2 separate regions of the Gossypium hirsutum genome follow, and region 1 is linked to region 2. A link is a contact called in public Hi-C data. All regions are on one chromosome and are shown on one strand. The core of a region is the stretch at or near the end of the contact, and the rest is flanking DNA. Distances in the headings are between cores, read along the strand shown. Region 1 holds the start of LOC107922144 (polyadenylate-binding protein 2). Region 2 has its middle 16 kb from the start of LOC107921114.

What was found. Hi-C and Micro-C count contacts between places; a contact is called where the count stands out from the background.
Region 1: a contact with region 2 is called in a Hi-C map of hypocotyl, with 1.6 times the contacts expected there. The contact joins the promoter of LOC107922144 here to the enhancer-like site in region 2. A contact is called at or near these places in 3 of 34 Hi-C or Micro-C datasets (anther, hypocotyl and petal).

Annotation. Positions count from the first base shown.
Region 1 is chrD01:21,483,924-21,490,652 of Gossypium_hirsutum_v2.1, forward strand. It overlaps LOC107922144 (polyadenylate-binding protein 2), which reads left to right and starts at 4,264. Exons shown (of 9, transcript XM_016852014.2): 1 at 4,264-4,889; 2 at 5,621-5,739; 3 at 6,053-6,709. The coding sequence starts at 4,637.
Region 2 is chrD01:21,255,659-21,262,319 of Gossypium_hirsutum_v2.1, forward strand. No RefSeq gene overlaps it. Among protein-coding and RNA genes, the nearest start is that of LOC107921114, 16 kb to the left of the region's middle. Within about 2 kb of position 1,828, at least 2 of the 9 cell types and tissues checked have an H3K27ac peak or open chromatin away from gene starts, as enhancers often do. A contact at or near this core is called in hypocotyl, where this site is marked.

The DNA.
Region 1 (6,729 bases), core at 3,014-5,513, 230 kb after region 2:
ATTCACTTACAGTCAAAGAATATCTAGGGTTAAAACTTTCCATGAAGAAGAAAAGTATCAAAAAAATTGGATAGACTTAACCGAATCGAGTTAACATCTAGTAGGCCCATGATGCATAATATAGATAGACCAATCGACCAGTACCCTAAGAATCCAACCGAGAATGTAAAGTACATCAGAAATAGGAGTGAAATATCTATTCTAACACTTATAATCCTAGATGGAGGGACCTCCCAAATCTGAGATAGGGCAGAAATAAAGGTGGAGGTAATAATGCTAACCCAATTAAACAAAATATTAATTACCAACCTCCATATTTGTAGAAACCTCAAGAAAGGGCCAATCCCAATAACCATATTGTATGTGGTCAAAAGAATGAATCAAATTGAGGGAGAGATGTAATCAATGTGAATAGAAGTAAAACAGTTGCAGTTTGAGTGCACCCAAACAACGAAGACGTTGACAAAGCTTGAAGATGAAATGAGCCAACTCATGTGCATGATGGGAGACATAAAACAACATATTGGCACGAACATCCTGAGCAACACTGAAAATAATCCTCGGAGAGACGGGAAGGAGCAAGTGAAGGCAATAGTGTTTTGTTCGGGTAAAGTACTGAGTAGCCCGAACAACCCTACTTACGAGGAGGATGAAAAGGATGCCAATGATCTTCAAGACGAAATCCCTCCAAACGATGATGCTGAACTAGAGCCAGAAAAGGTAGTTGAGTCAATAGTTGAGCCAGAAGTCGAGCAGAGCGTAGAACCTATCCTAATAAAAGTACCATTCCCCTCATGGTTAGAGGACAAACGAAAACAGGATGAAATAGAGTTTGGAAGTTTCATAAACTTATTTAAATCGTTAAATGTTAATTTTCCTCTCATAAAATTAATCGAAAAGTTCCTAAATATTCTAAATATTTAAAAGAAATAATGGCTAGGCGTAGGAAAATTAAAACGAGTGAGCAAGTTAATCTAGACGCATCCTGTAGTGCAATCATCATAAGACAAATACCCCTAAAATTAAAAGACCCAGGGAGTTTTACAATCCCAATAGAGATAGGGGGTATTCATTTTAGTAAGGCCCTATGTAACATAGGAACCAATATTAATTTAATGCCTCTATCAATTTATAAAAAACTCGGGTTAAGGGAGCTCAGAAATAGATATATCACACTACAGTTAGCTAACAGATCTTTGATACAACCGAAAAGAGTACTCGAAGATGTGTTGGTTAAAGTGCACAATTTTATCATCCCGGTAGATTTCGTAATCTTGGATTTTGAAGAAGACCGTAATATCCCATTCTGCTAAGACGACCATTCTTAGCTACATCTAGGTCCACTATTGACTTAGAAAAGAATGAACTAATATTGAGAATCAATGGTGAGACTGAAATTTTCAAATGTGGTCACATGCAGAATGAGGTAGTAAGGAAAGTCTAGGGAAAGCGTGTTATGAAATATCTATAAATTTCCCTAACAATTTTGAACCAAGAAAGGCATTTTCTGTGATTAATGCAGGACGAAAAGGTAAGTTCCAAGGGTGAGACTAGAGGAGCATGGTGGAGTAGCATGACGGGCGCTAAACCAATACAAATAGAAAATTAATAAATGACGCGTCCATGTACAAATTGACTGAGCTGATGGATGAGTCCACAATAACACTTTTATAATCCACAAACATTCTATTAATTATGTTGTAAATTTTTTGTAAAGTTAATTTTTGGTACATTTGAATAGCAGTAGGACTTGTACTGCGATTTCTTTTTTTTTTTTTTAAACCCTTTGCCATATTTTCCTTCAGATTCTGGTTTGGTTGCCTATTTGCCAGCAGATTTTGTCTTGCCTCATGTCATGCATATCAAGGCTCTCATCCACGATAATCATTGCTTTATGACTGCTTGGAAGGGAAACCCCCATGTCCACAATAGTCTGTCCAGGCCCACTCACATTTGGACTCTCATCACTAGTACCCTCACTAACATTTTCTTTTTTATTTGCATTAATCGTATGCCCCACACTTGTATTTATCCTATTCCCCACCAACCTTTCTCTTTGAGGGCTGAACCGTGCACCCTTTCTGTTATTAACATCTATTTGTCCTATTTTTCCTTTCCTTTTTAACTTCTTTGAGCTGAATATCCTTCAATTTTTCCAGAACAATCCGTATTATCCTCTTCAGCAATTTCTTCCTCAAAACTTGGATTCATCCTTGTAAACTCCAAGATATCAACGTTAGATAGAATCTCAAATCGCGATTTATTCGCAGTTGCCAATTATGTCTTCTTCTCCTTCACTCTGGTTGCATCACTGGGGGTTTTCGACAACCTTCTTCGACGTGTATTCGCCACCATCCAAGGGCCAAACAATCCTCCATTATTCGCATACTCGACATTCGAATCAGGTGCACCAGTACCCATACTCTCCCTTTCAACTCCACTCGGTGCCACTGCCTCAACTAGTTTTTGCTATGCGCAAGCCTCTTGCATATGTCCTTAACAGCCACACCCGAAACAAATTTAGGGCAGCCCCTCGTGTTCTATTATTTGAATAAACCCATCAATACAATACAGGAAAGTAAAGGTTTATTCAGATCAACAACAATTGCCATACGAGCAAACCTCCCCCTTCTCCCTCCAGACGTGTTATAGTCAATTTTGACTATATGTCCAACTTCATTTGCTAGTGTTCGGAACAACCCTTTTATATAATAGCGATATGGAAGACCAATAAGTCTTACCCAAACCAGACCGTGAGATGGATGTGATTTCCTTGTTGAGAAGTCCCGACTCCATGGCTTCACGGTTAAATAACTGCCATAAATCATCCATGGACCATCTAACAACACCCTTTCATAGTCCCCAGCATCACTAAATTTAACCAGGTAATAATCATGCTCCAAATCAACTAGTTGCAATCTCCCAAGCGGCAACCAAAGAAGTTTTAACCGACTAATGAGAGCTCTATATCCAATAGTTTTCCCCCGGTTAATAATCACATCCTCCGGCAAAACTTCAATCTCATCCACCAAACTCCAAGCACTTACAACATCCCCCCTCCATTAGCCGTCAACTTATCTTTATAAGATAACTTTCCCACAGAGGCTTCAGGCATATCTTGATCATCATTCACCAACGTAGAATCCTCTTTATTCTTTACTTTTTTTTGTCACCCTCTCCAACTACGAAGGGATAGAAGATGCCGGTCGTTCCAAAGCCGATGGTACTGTAGAGCCCATTGATATTTCTATAAGATAAAAACACTTTTAAAGTAATATTATTTTTTATTAAAAAGAAGGGTTAATTATCATTTAAATAATATTAAGGTTAATTATATTAATTAATTAATTAATTAATTATTATTTTAAATACTATTACTTTACATTAATTACATAAAGTAAAACTATATTATATATTGAATACGTTAAAAGTACCTTAATCATTATTTAAAATTTTCTATTATAACATTTGAATTAAAAAGTTAATATATTTTAATTATGTGTAACAACTAAAATAAAAAATATTATTTTACTCTAATTATTATAATTAAAAATATAATATTTAAAAAATAATTAAATAATAAATATGTAAAATCAAAAAGAAGAAAATAAAAAACCATCCGTTCTATTTTTAGAACTTTGGCCCAAGATTTACTAATATTTTTATTATAAAAAGGGGAGTACTACACCCTAATTTACAAGATAAACAGAGTTGAAATACAACTAAAAATGGTTTATTAGAAGACTCCAATTAAAAACAAACAAAACAAACGGCACAACTAATTGGCCAAGTCAAAACAACACGCATTGCGCAAAATAACAGAGTTCGGTTTTATATTTTTACAGTGAATTTTTTTATAAAAACAATTTATATGTATTTAAAATTTTACTCTATCTTATCTTATCAGTTCTAACAAATCATTTCAAAATATCGTCCGTTGACTTTTTTAAAATTCTCAATAATTATCTGTAGGATATATTAAAAGATAATAGAATTTATAGTTTTTTTTTCTCAAAATGCTGATTAACTAAAAGAAAGCATTAAAATTATCGAACAAAATAGCGTTTGAGTTTGAGAATAAGATTGATGACGTAAACAAAACACAAAAAGGAAGAAACTTGGTATAACCGTTGACGGCTGACATTGCCACGTGTAATTTCACTGCCCATTGTCACGCAAGCACCCTGATTTTGTCAGACGGCTAAGATCTGATTTCCATTAAAAGGATCAGACGGCGGATATTAACTTTTCTCAAACTGTCTTACCTATAAAAACGACACAGTTCCTTCTTCGCCGGTGCGGTGCAGTTTCTCTGCCCTCCTCCCCCAAAACCTTTCTTATTATTTAAAAAAAAATCTATTTTTACCCCAAAACTCATATATTCTCCGTCGGCGTTGTCTTCCGTCCGGTTCTCCTCCGGATTTCCGACGATTCTATCCCTATTTATCACTCCCTCTCCTCTTCATTCCCCAAAACACCAAAAAAAAAATTCCCACATATTTTGAACTTTAGTTCTAAAATCCTTTTTTTCTCTATAGTTTTGATTTAATAGAGATAGGAGAGGGAAGCAAAAAAAAGGAAAAAATCCGAAAAAAGGAGAAGGATCTAGGAGAGTTAGGGCTAGTTTATTTTGAGGATGGCGCAGATTCAGGTTCAGCATCAGGCGGCGGTTTCCGGTCCAAATGGCGTGGCCCCGGGAGCTGCCGGAGGAGCGCAATTCATGCTTACGTCTCTCTATGTCGGGGATCTTGATGTTACCGTTACCGATGAGCAGCTTTACCAACTGTTTAGCCAGGTGGCTCCGGTCGCATCAGTAAGGGTTTGCCGGGACTTGGCGAGCGGCCGCTCTCTTGGCTATGGCTATGTCAATTATAACAACCTTCGCGATGGTTAGACTTCTACTTGACTGTAAAAGATTAGTTTTTTTTTTCTAGTAATTTAATAATTTAAGGCTGCTCGGCGTAGTTAGTTTGATTGAGAATTATTCTACAATGTGAACAGAGTTTATTGAATTTTGGTAATCATTATCAATATACGGTTATTTGATAACTTTGATGTATTAAGGATTTGTAGATGCTGTTTGAACGGATCCGCTATCTAGGCATTATTTAAGGATTATTTATTCATTATTTTAACAAAGCTTTTCTCATAATACATAATTGAAAATTTCTTTTTAAAGGGAAAGAAAAGTCCTGCATTGATGACATTATGTTCAGTTCTTGATTACTTCCCTAAAGTAATTTAATTAGAATTTTAGGTGTATTATTGTATTTATGCAATTTGCCGATTTCCTTTTGTGCTAAATTGGAATGTCTTCAGTAACTGTAACTATAATTGAAGTTGAAGTACCGACCTTAGATATATACTTGGCTTCAGGATTGCACAAATTGCTTGCAATTTGTAGATATAAGAATATTTCTCAAACAAGTTTTGAGCTTTGATGTTTGAGTGTTTTACCAGTTTTGCCTGGCATTTCGATGAGTTGCTTGAACTTCTGCGTTACTAAATAACTTTAAAAAAAAATAAATGATGTGGGATAATTATCATGTGGGAGAATCAGTTCTTTCGTTGGAATTGTTCAAGTTAATTGACGGTGTCTTTTTGTTATTTTTGCCTGCAGCGGCTAGGGCAATGGATCTACTGAATTTCACACCACTGAATAATAAGCCTATCCGAGTCATGTATTCTCAGCGTGATCCTAGTCTTCGTAAGACTGGTACCGCAAACATATTTATCAAGGTATTGATGTGTTTTCCATTTTTACCTTTTTTTTCCCTTTCCTCCATTTGGATTTCTATTTCACTCCAAGGATATTTTTTTCTTTTTAAATCAGAAAAATGGTAATTTTGGTTGGCTGTTCCTTACCTTTGTAGGACTCTTGCTCCTGCCTGTTAAACTTTGTACTTTCACCTTTCACACGAAACTTCCTTCATTTCTTTGACTTCCATCGGTCTATTTTCTGTAATGGTTTTCATGTATGCATAATTTGTCTGTTGAAAAATGTTGGCTTTTAATGTTTAACTATAACTTTGATTTTTTGGTTTCACTGCAGAATCTAGACAAGTCTATTGACCACAAAGCATTACATGATACATTTTCTTCATTTGGCAACATTCTTTCTTGCAAGATATCTACTGATAGTTTTGGCCAATCTAAGGGCTATGGTTTTGTACAATTTGACAATGAAGAATCTGCTCAAAATGCAATCGACAAATTAAATGGTATGCTGATTAATGACAAGCAGGTCTATGTAGGACATTTCCTTAGAAAACAGGAAAGAGAGACTGCATTGAATAAGGCCAAATTCAATAATGTTTATGTGAAAAATCTTTCCAAGTCTACAACAGATGAAGACTTAAAAACAATTTTTGGTGAGTATGGTGAAATTACTAGTGCCGTAGTTATGAGGGATGCAGATGGGAAGTCTAAGTGTTTTGGATTTGTCAACTTCGAAAATGCTGATGATGCTGCTAAAGCTGTTGAGGCTCTTAATGGAAAGAAATTTGACGATAAAGAATGGTATGTTGGAAAAGCCCAGAAAAAATCTGAAAGAGAGCATGAGCTAAAAGCTCAATTTGAGCAAACTATGAAGGAAGCTGCAGATAAATCTCAGGGTGCAAATTTATACATTAAAAACTTAGATGATAGTATTGGTGATGAAACATTGAAGGAACTTTTTTCAGAGTTTGGTAACATTACTTCTTGCAAGGTTTGGTAAAATGCTTCTAG
Region 2 (6,661 bases), core at 578-3,077:
TTCAATCTGAACAATTGCTGCATGCCCTTAATTTTGCTTTTATTTTATCATGGTTGAAAGCAGTAACACAAACAGTTTCTCACTCCATCCTCTTCTATCAATTTCCCAAGCTGAAAAGATTTCCAAGCAAGACGATATACTAAGAGCTTAGAAATGTGAAATCTTTGGCTAAAGTGGGAGTAGATGACCCTTTTTCTCCTTCTTTAATATTTCATTTTTCTCTTTGTGATTAAAATTGATAAGCACAAAATTAAAAATATTTCCTAGTATAAACACACCATCTTGAATGTTTATTATATTATTGATTTTGTAGTTTTAAATATATTTTTTTATTATGATAAAGATTTATCACATTTTTAAATAAAAATTATAATTTTATTAAAATGTTTGTTTAATTAAATTTATTAAATGAATTTAGATTTTGTCAATAAAAACTTTATTGAATGAATAAATATCATAATACATAAAAACTTATAAATTAGAATTTAGATTTTGTCAAAAAAAACTTTATTAAATGAATTAATATCATAATACATAAAATGGTTAAAATTTATATTGAATTATCTTATATTTAAAGTATTATTTTTATTAACTACGCAAGAATTACATTATTTTAGTTTTAAATATCATATGTTATATAATTTTATATTTCATATAAAATTGTATATAATAGATTTATATAATATAAGCTAATATATTATATTATGTATATATTATCTACGAATTAATATAGTTATATTTATTATTAAAAATATAAAAATGAGGAGTAGGGAGTATTAATTTACAATATGTCAAAAATCTTGTCCTATAAAAATACTTTAAAATGATTAAGAATTATTTTATTATTATAATATTTTGATTATCAAATTAATTGATATATTTTAATTATGCTTACTAATTAATGTTACTTTGCATTATTTACTTAAAGTAACACTATTTAGTTTAAATCACAAAATTTAAACGCATAAAATCGCGTGTAATGTACATGTCAAGGTGATCATGGGTTAGGTTAGGTCAAGTTAAGATTTGATTTTAAAAAGAATTTTAACCTTGAGTCTAAGCTCGGCCTAACTGAACCCAACCAATGATCCATTTTATTGTTTAAGAAATATGTTACGAATGGTTTTATATTAACATTAATTAAAGTTAGATAATAATGATCTTAAAGTTATTTAATTTTATTTTAGATCGGGTCAAGCTAGTTCATCGTTAAGAAAATTTTACTCAAATTTAATCTAAGGTGAATCGGATAATAAAGCCAGGCAAGTCACTGGTCTTTGAATATATCTAAATGTGTGATACTAGAAGCATGGTTCTTTCAAATACATAAATATTTATAGAATTAAATGAAAAAATTATATAAAAATATTTTTATAAAAATTAAATGAGATTTTGATTCAAATCACAAAGCTTTAAGATTTTAATATCATATGTTCAAATCTTATATAATCATTTATTTTAGGTTTAAATTGTATTTTTTATAATTTTAATAAAAATACAAAATAAAAAACCCTCGACTTCTTCAATAAATTTTTTTTAGACATTTTTCAACTCACTTATGTGGGATCAACTCATGAGATTAATTGAATCGGAAGTAAATGCTATGGTTTGAATTTTATTTTGATATATTTATTATTCTCAATATATTAGGGTATGGTAGTTAGGGTTTGTAAAACAACAGTATGTTTTACTTTTAGTTAAATAAAGTAAAATGAGTTATGATATAACTCTACTTTTTTTATGATGATGGAATGTGGTCCATAGACACGTGCAGATGATGCCATTGTCTTTCTAATCATGCCTTCCCACCGTTTCTTCCACTGTGTGGGATCCACTCCTGTTATCTATATCCGACTATCCTTCTATTCTATACCTTTCATCTGCGTACACATTCATTATTCATTTTTAATTATAATATTTTAATAAATACTTTTTTAATTCAAAGTAATTTCTTTTGTATAATCACAACTTTCATATCCGTTTTAAAGTTTAAGATTAATTCTATTGAAATCGAAAGTGATTTCAAATAATTTTTTTAATTACTCATATTCATACACTTCTTTTCTTTTACATGAAACATGCAAATGTAAATAAATACTATATTTTATCATATTTATAATGTGAGTGAACGAAAATATTTTATATTAAAAATATATTTATATAAATATATCAATAAATAATTAGTAGTGGAGCGAAAAGATTTTTTATATGAATTGTTGATCCTTTGTTCGATTCTTAAATATGTTTTAGTTATTTTATTTAAAAATTATATCAAAAGATGAAAAGATGAAAAGATATTTAAAATAATATTAATTACTCTTTAAATTAAAAATATTTTAATAATTTTACATATGAATTTATGTTAAGTTAACTTATAACAATAACTTAATCAATCACTTTATATAAATTTTGAAATAGTTTATATTTTCATATTGAGCTGTTGTTTTTTGTGATATTAAAAATCTCATTTTATGAATTTCTAGAACGAAAACAAAACAAAACTGATACAAATTAACCCTTATTTTTCATTAGCTAAGGAAGAAAGAAGTTTGTAATTATTACAAACATTCCACCCATTTGATAAATTTTGACTGTCCATTCATAGGACAGCAAGTGTCCTAAAATCTGATCAAGTATTTGCATAAAATTTGAATTTCCAAAATAAAATATTTTTTTCATGAACATACATGCATGTAATTTAATGATTGGGTCAATCCAACCCTTATTCTCTGAAAGTGGAATAAGACAATGGGATTTTAAGTTCAGTTTTGATGAGCTGCAATTTTTCTGGTCTTTGTTAGGTGGTTTTTGGTCCAATTCTAGGACACTTCATTCGTTGCTGCCTTTGTTGAATCATTGCTCAGCTTTTGTTTTTCTCACCATGAAGGTAAAATTACTATAAAGTATTTTTTATTAAAAAAATAAGTAAATTTAATCTATGTACATTAAGGAAAGAGTAAATTGATTTTTTGTTAAAATTTTATCTATTTGTACTATTAAAAACTCGTATAGCTGGCAAAATATTAAGACAGTAATACTTTGTGTGTCATATGTATCTCATGCTAATATACAGTGATAATTTTTAACAATAAAAATAGATGAAAATTTTTTACAGAAAAATCAACTTACTCTTTAATCTAACAAATAACGATTGATCTATCTATTTTTAATAAAGAAAAAAAATACAATTTGACTCCTAATACAAAAACTTTTATAATATATTTACCCGTCATTTCATTCGTAGCTATTATCCCAATTTTTTTTGAAAAAAAATTAAATAAGTTTAAGTTATATTTTTGGCTTTGATTTCTTCTCAAATTAAAACTATTTTTGTATAAAAAAAAATCTCATTTTATGTTTAAACATAGACACAATCATAGCACGAACAATACTCTAACTTGAACTTTGTTTACCTGTACCAATTTGAATCGGGATAAAACCCTAAATCATAATTAAAATATATTAAAAATATTTTATGTTAATTATTTTACAATTAAATTTAAATAAAACTTTTATTATTAAACAATAACTTAAATCGAGATAAAATTTTCATGTACATTTGTATTATATTATTAATGACATGCAGACAAAATACAACTGTAATTTTACAATCATGCGCATATTTCTTCTTTCCATCTTTCATTATCATTGTTGAAGAATATATTATTATATATTTCACTAATTAACTAAAATTAATACTACAAATTATTGCTGTAAAATTGTCGTATTCAACATGTTCATCATGAATCTAATTTTGAGCATATCTTTTTCGATTTTAATTACATAATAATATAATTTAAAAATAAATATTTTTATCAAAATTAAGGTGTTTACTATCAATTATAATGATTAATTCTCTCGTTGTGGTATTTTCTAAATACGTAAATAATTGAACATGAAATATGTTTCATTTCCGTCATATTTCATGATCGGGAATCAAACTCCCACTTTATAGTTAAAAGATAAGGCGAATAACTACCACACTATAACCCATAATTTTAAAATAAATATTTAATATTTAATTAATTAATAATTAATTACAATGCAACACTTCATTAATCAAACAAATAAGAACTTTTCATGGGTAAATTAAAATGTTTAATAGGCTTAAAACATAAATACAAATAATTTATTTAAGACTAAAGAGAAAATTTTAAGTAATAAATATTAACCCCTCAAAGAAAGAAAAGAGAAAGAACTGAGGTTCCCGGTTGGTATGTGCTTTCAATAGTAATTGTATGCGGAGAGTACTTAGAAGAAAATTTTGATTTGCCCATAAAGAAAGAAAGAAGGTGAGAAAATAGAAAGAAACTAGAAACTAAAAGCAAAGTAATAATCAGCCTTACATGTGATATATATTTAAAAGGAATATAAGATTAGGAACATAATCATGTCTGCCTATGTAAAGTTTGGGAGGAGTTTTTATCGTGGGAAAATGTTAATACGTTTTAGTTTTGTCGTCATTGGAGGGGGATTTGATTTTTTTTTATGTACCCTAAATTATCATACAGGTACGGCGAATCCATCTCACGATTTTGAAAATATGATAAAACATTTTTATTAATAAATTAAATGTTGGGGTTTCGAGGGAAATTTGAGAATACCGAATACAATCCGAAAGTTTGCTATTTGTATAACCTCTAATATTTTTTTTAAATTGTTGAGTTTGGTATTATATATTAATTCAATGTTGAAAAGAAGACGGTTATTACTATGTAGTACTACACTGGCATTGTAAGTGAAAAATAATATTATATATAATATTTATTTTAAAAAGTAATGATGTTTAATAAAAGAGTGGATAATTTTCTAATGATGAGATGTTAAATGAAAAATAATGGATAATTTAATTAATAACTTATTTTCAGTGAAACAACTATTAAATTAAAAAAAACATGACTATTTAAAATGAAAGAAAAAGAAAAAAAATAATTTTTTTAGCTTCCATATTGTTGATTAAAGATGTGATACTAGATGTTAGAGGTTATTCGCATAGAGTATGATCATAGCGTCGATACTAATGACGTAACATGCAATCTTCTTAGAGACGCATAGGGTTTATATAGATGATGAGCTTAGCGTAGAACCCCTTGGATAGGTGTCTTACTGTAAGTAAGGTCATGATCTGTTGATATTAAGGCTTAGAGACTCTACTTGGAAAGAATAGGATGTGATTTGAATATACTTTGTAGAGTCAACAATTAAGTTATGGTTGACTTTATTAAATGTGGTAGGAAAAGCCTCTGACTAGTGTGATCTAGAAATGGTTCACTATCCAAGCTTATAGAAGCCTTCAATTAGGTGTGCCCTTATGCAAGCAAGCCTTTCTTTGGTCCAAGCGGTTGACTTGGTAAGGTCCTTCATGTCAACAATTGCCTCCCCTAGTCGAAGGTAAAACTATAAAGTTACATTCCCCAAGGTATGTTTTTTTAACGAGGTGTCTTTTTTAGAAGAAGTGTATCAAATTATTGTTGGTGAGCTTGAAAAGGTGAGCTTGGAGAGATGAGACTTGAAAAAGGAAAGAGCAAGCCTAAATAGGCGAGGCCTTAAAAGGTGAGCTTAAAAAGATAGAACCATTATTTTAGCGAAGGAGATACTTGTTGGTGTAGCTTTTGGTAATTGGAATAATTTTTTTTCTAAATTTTCTTATTTCTAGAGTTTTCAATGAAGATTAACTTGAGGTGTGTGTAGAATATGCACGATGTAACCAACTTTGCAATTCCTAAGTCTATGTAACTTTGCATTAATGAGGGTGTTATATGTCAAAATTTTATTGAAGAGAGGTATGATGTGCTGATGATGGTTTGTTCCACATGTTTTGGGTCCATCAGCTCTAGATTACCAGGCCTTTTAGACTTGTCAACCACATTTCATTTTGGCACTTTATTTATGTTGCCCTAAGGTTTCAAAAGTCCCATATTCTAAACCTAAGGTTTCAAATTTGTGTTTTATTTTGGTGTTTTAATCAGGTTTCAATCCTGTTTTAGAGGTCTCTCAAGCTAAACATAACACCAATTCAAACATAAGCCAATTCTTTATTTCTTTGATTTTGTTCTTTTAATACATTCTCTTTACATATTATTTTCTAACTAAGTTAATATCTCAATTTAGAACCGATTTTATTCATTATGAAACCATGAATTGAGTATAAATTTTAGGGTTTTGTGTTTTCCATGGTTTAACGAGGTGAATTTGACAATGTCTTTCGAACTAGGTGGTTATGTGTAGCATATATTGTAACAATTTGATTTTTAATGGTATAAAAAATGATAGTTTTGAAACCCTTTTTTTGACGTCTGAGTCATAAAATATTATTATTTATTATTTAGGAGATTAGTATTAAAGTTTGGTCCCTTAATTTTGTCAAATTGGTAGTTACTTAAGGTATAAGGACTAAATTGTAAAAGTTTATCACTATAGGTTTTTAATTGGCCAAAAGCTTAGAGACTTAAATTACAACTAACCAAAGGTCCATAATGCCAATTTAGCCATCTTGGAATGTGTGTTGTGGTTGATGGTGATTAAGTTAATTATTTTAATTAAACTTATTTAATCATATGTTAATCTATGTATAAAACCACAAGTTAGTGGAATTTTCCTATCTTCTTCATTCTTCTAACCAAATAAGACTTGGAAACCTAAGAAAAATAATTTTTGAAGC